2 separate regions of the Bactrocera dorsalis genome follow, and region 1 is linked to region 2. Evidence: chromatin contacts called from public Hi-C data. All regions are on one chromosome and are shown on one strand. The core of a region is the stretch at or near the end of the contact, and the rest is flanking DNA. Distances in the headings are between cores, read along the strand shown.

Evidence for each region. A called contact is a pair of places that touch in the nucleus more often than the background predicts.
Region 1: a contact with region 2 is called in a Hi-C map of whole body, with 4 times the contacts expected there. The contact joins the enhancer-like site here to the promoter of LOC105228978 in region 2. A contact is called at or near these places in 2 of 2 Hi-C or Micro-C datasets (both in whole body).

The regions. Positions count from the first base shown.
Region 1 is chr3:67,340,007-67,342,706 of ASM2337382v1, forward strand. It overlaps LOC105228978 (protein GDAP2 homolog), which reads left to right. Exons shown (of 15, transcript XM_049451810.1): 3 at 1-46; 4 at 221-372; 5 at 443-585; 6 at 648-780; 7 at 2,527-2,636. Among protein-coding and RNA genes, the nearest start is that of LOC105228978, 42 kb to the left of the region's middle. Within about 2 kb of position 1,260, the one cell type or tissue checked has open chromatin away from gene starts, as enhancers often do.
Region 2 is chr3:67,297,998-67,300,697 of ASM2337382v1, forward strand. It overlaps LOC105228978 (protein GDAP2 homolog), which reads left to right and starts at 1,254. Exons shown (of 15, transcript XM_049451810.1): 1 at 1,254-1,406.

The DNA.
Region 1 (2,700 bases), core at 10-2,509, 42 kb after region 2:
CAATTCCAATGAGGATTGTAAGACGTCGTCAGACTCGACATTGTGCGTAAGTAATCGACGCCTTCAACAACAATTCGTACAAATGTATATACGAGCATATGCGGTCGCATGTTCGCATCAATGCAGCGACGTTAATAAACAATTAACGGTTGATTTTATTTCTCTTCCATTTACATGCTCACCTCCAACACTCGCCTCCAACCACCAAAAACCGGAGCAGAAAGTAAAATTTGACACACTCTCAGTCTGGGGTGGCTCAGAGAAGACAGATACCCGTCTGCCAATAACGGACTACTCCACTTTGGGCGGACCACGTCACAATTGCAGTCCATTTCCGTTATCAAAAGATGTTAATAATCGCTTTTTGTTGTGGTAATTGGCAATTACATCATTTAATTGATACATATATATGTATGTACCGTTATTTGCATTTTCATCACAGGGAGGGCGATGTAACCACACTCGAAGTGGACGCCATCACAAATACTATCGAGGAGACACAAAACGAGACTAATCCACTTGCCGAACGCATTTATGCCGCTGCCGGTAATCAATTGAAGGAAGAATTAAGCAATAACCTAAAAGGTGAGTATTTCAAGCATTTTAAATCTTCAAAAATTAATACTTCATTTCCTCTTCATCTGTAGAGTGCCGAACTGGCGAGGTGTGCGTTACGCGTGGCTACAATTTACCAGCCAAATTTGTGATACACACCGTCGGACCAGCTGTGAAGGAGACATTCAAAAGTGCTGCTGAAAATACACTGCATTACTCTTACAGGTAATGTGGGTGATTGGTAATGGTAATGGTTTATGATAGCACAGATCGCGAGTTGTTGCTTCTTTATGGAAATATGGCGCTATTTCGTGGCTACTTGGAGAACCCGTAGTAAAAGATCTGGCATATTTACGGCTGTAGAGCTTTTCATTCGTTAAAAACTCTTATAACTGTTAGAGTCTGTTCACTAATTCAGACCGTGAAAAATACTCACCTTGCTGAATACTTTCGACATCACTCGAGTACTCCATGGCATAGTGTCGAGATCTGATTTGTTTGTCATAATTTTGACCTTTGTGCACCCATCGCTGATCTCGATGTATTCATTTCTTAATAACCGAATAATCTGCCACGGTGCCCTTTCCGTCTCTACGCCATATTCTGTTGTCCTCCAAAGCCCTTGCGAATTTCCGACGATTGGCAAATTGGCTCTAATTAGCTGCATTATTTGGTGCAACTGAGATGGTGTGGCTATGTTCCAAGGATGGAATGTATTTTCTACCCTCCAGAAATCAGGCTTTGGGGTATAGTTTCCCAACTTTGACTATAGCCGCTCTGTAAAACTGGATCAATCTCCCATCGTCACATGGAATCATGTTGATTTGGCTCTGATACTATTTGGGATCAGTGACGGTCGCGGATTGCTTAATAATACTTCCAACGCCACGTATTTCAACACAGCTTGTACCCCCTTCCATTATCCTCTAGGAATTTTTCCTTCGGAATCAACGTCACCGACCAGCCGCTACTGACAGTTTAAGTTTAAAGTTGGGTATGCCATAACCGATTTTGCTTAATAAATGCATTCCTGGGACTCCTTTGTAGGTTCCTCATTGGTTAGCGTTTTGCAACTGTACCCTTCTGAGCAGATTTCCAGCACGAAGCTTCTCCGCATACCTCTTTTTTTTCTGGTCACCAACCTTAAAGTACGGCCTTTTTGGCAGATACACCACTAGCAGTCTCATCTTAGTATCCTCTTTTTATGCCCGCTTTGCAGACAGGCTCTAGTTACACTGGCTTAGTTTCAGTTACCGCTCATAATGTTGCCTTCCTGGAGCTAGCCTTAGCTGCAGCTCCAATGCTAGTGCTGGTGTTTTCACCTAAAGCAAGCTGCTGTATTTATTTTTGCAGTCTTAAAGCTCGTTGAAAACGCTACCCTCTTTACGAAACTTTTTCAGAAGATCCGGGCTCCTTTGGTATTCTATTACATGTGTTTTGACCCAAATTTCCACTTGCGCGTCAAAACTTAGCTACATACCTCTCAACTGCAACCGGCGCGAACTGTCTGCAGTCAGTCTCTGGCTACTGTGGTATCCTTTGAAATACCGTTGGCAGTGGAAAACAATCACTTGTCTGAAGAGAGCGCATTGCTGAACATCTTCTTATTAAGAATATCATTGAAAAATGGTTTTGTGATTAAAGGGACCATCTTTAAATAGATTGACTAGTCTCCCCACTACATTATTAGACAAATAAAGGAGGATTGCACCGCGAACTAAGGTCTATTGTGCCCTCTCCAAAGTCACAACGACTGATCTAGCCTCAGCAAATTGATAAATTCCTATATGTGATCATGCTAGATGCTATAGAGGCGATGGTCCTCGGTCCTCTATATTATCTTATAGTGGTAGACTGAACTCCTCAACTACAGAACATCTTAAATCTACTATTTTTAAACAAACTTTTGTATTTTACTTTTTCAATTTTCAAAATATTAAATGTATTTGTAATATTATTTTCCTTTTGCAGAAATGCTTTGTATAAAGCTAAGGAACTAAATCTACGTACAATCGCTATCAGCAACTTAAGTGCCAATCAGAGTAGTTTCCCAGCCGACTTAGCTGCCCACATAGCATTGCGTAATTATTCACCAAACATTCCTTGCTATAAAGTATTAATGGTGTCTTCATTTACTGTTTTCAG
Region 2 (2,700 bases), core at 4-2,503:
TTACAACTTGCACGGACGGACGGACAGACTGACAGTCAGCCAGATTTCAAATTTTTTTGGTCATCCGGATCGTTTATGTATATATATAACCCTTTATCATCTCACTTAGTTTTAGGTAATACATATTATACATACAACCATTATAGTTACTCTGTAGCAAGAGGTTGCACGAGTATAAAAACTACTAAAACCGCGATAAATCAATTATTAAATACGTCAGGTACAAAAAAATGTATCCCGAGATGGCATTAGAGGACTTTAAAGAAGCTGGGTCAACGGCTGAATACTATATACAAAACTTGTATACTATACCTTAGACCCCATATACCTAATATTCTCGGATTTTCGAACCTCCGGTTAACTTTATCGACCAATATGTATGTAATATGTAAGTGAGCTTGTTTTTGTAATAACTTTGCATATATGTAAGTGTGAAAATGAAAATCAAGTATAGGTTCGTAAAATCATTATTTATTACATCAAAGCTGTCTTCAGAATTACATATCTACATACATAAGTAGGTATGTACATATGTACATATGTAAATCTGCAGTTTTTTATACAGTGTCTATCGAACTACACAAAAGCACAGTGTCTTCATAACTGTATACGAAAGCTCGTCGAAGCTTTTATACACAATAAGCTTATAAGCACAAAATTAGTCAAGTAACCGTGTCTAAAAAACCGAGTTTAATTTACAACAACAACAACAGCATCAGCGCGGGAGTAAACATTTTAAGTTCTCTGGTACAACAATAACAACTAGCAATTATTTTGGAGAAGAGCGGTGCTACACATGTTAGATAAGCGAGTTAGTATGGAAAATGAGTAATATATGGCTTGTATGTATGTAAGTATAAATGTACATACATATGTATTATATGTTTGTACAACAAATGAGCGCTCATTGCACACAGCTCGGCAGTTCTCTCTACGCTGACATTTTGTAGTTATGGTTAGGAGACGGAAGAGCCATGGCACGGAAGTACACCTGCATACACATTTGCATACTAACTCTGAGTTCACACTCACATATATACTATACATATGTCCATACATATGTATGTAGGTATTTGCTTACTGCCTTCAAAGTAGTAGATTGTGCATTGTGGGTGATTGGAAGGCGCACAGAGCGCGATAGCGGCTTGGAATTGTCTACTCACATGGAAAGCACGGTATATAGCGCCGCTTTTAAGCGTTTGTATGTATACGTGTGTAAGTGTGTGAGCTACTCGTAGCTACAATAATGGCTTTACTTGACTGCTTGTTAAATGGCTTAGCTCAGTTCCAATTCTCACGCTCGCCCAGTCGATTGATTGTACGGTTTAAGAAGCAGAAAACAAAGCAAAAATAATATAAAAACTTAGTTAGAAGAACGTTGAGGCGCGTTTGAGATATTTTTAAAGGTATTGCAGTGCATAGAAAAGTATTGAATCTTATATATACATATGTATGTGCATACAAATATAGCTGATTGATGCGTTGCTTGTCGAAAAATTTTGCTTAAATTGAAAGAAAAAAGTTTTGGCTAAATCGAAGTATTGTGAAATATCCAAAATTGTGCAAATTGAAAAAAAAAATATTTTCATTGCAAAAAAGTTGTGGCCAAATTGTGGTGCGTGTGTGCGGTCTGGCAGTGAGAAAATTCGCAGCTACCACGTTTGCTAAAATCGAAGTGCTAATTTGCTTACAAACGCTGACATGTATATTATGTGCATATGTATACATATATTTGCAAATATATGTACAATACATATATAAATATATTTACTTACATATTGTGGTATATGTTTTATGTAAAAGTCTGGCTTTGACTGCGTGCATAATGAAATTTGTATAAATACTCATGTAGATAGCTATCTAAATATACAACAACAACAAATAAAGTGTGTAAAATTTAACAAAAAAATATTCTTAACATAATTCGTGCGTAGTGACAGCGTTTGTATATTTCCACAAGTGCCACAGACTCAGCTGGGCCTAAAGCGTCAGCTTTTCTTGCTGCCTTACTTGCCAATTAAACACATTCGCATTGTTTTTGCATTAGTAAACAATAAAAATAATATTTAACTCAACTTTTTATTGATGTTTTTCTCAAATTTCTTGCTACAAATTGTTTGTTCTTCAATTGAAAATTGCCTTCGAATGCGTGCTGCTTGCCAACTCGCTGCTTCTGCGTGGGCGATGGCCTCCTGAAGCGCTATAAAATTTACTAAAAGCAGTTAAATTTGCTAAGCAGTTAGTGTTTCCATAGTTCATACCCATTCAAAACGCTAATTTAACTTTCGTAGCTCATCAGCAACCAAAGCAAAGCAACTTCATCAACAACTCCAACTGACAGCCACCATTGACACCATATTCCCACACGCTCGCTGTTCGCTACTTTGTTGTTTAACTGCAGCTCGTTGCTTGTCGCTCATTTCCAGTCCAAACAACAAAAATACATACACACATACATACACATGAATGTACATATCTTGCTTGCTTCCTCTGCTTTTCTATCTTTTGGTGTCATCGTTGTTATTGTCTACTGCTGCTGCTGCTTACCTGCGCCAATTGCCATTGTACTTATTCAGGTTGTTCGGCGTGTCGTTGCTTCGATGGTCGTTTTCGACCGCTCGTTTCTCATTCCTACATTTAGTTGACGTAATATGGCTTTAGGCGGAATAGAATGAAAACAATTTGAAAAGTGAAAAAAAT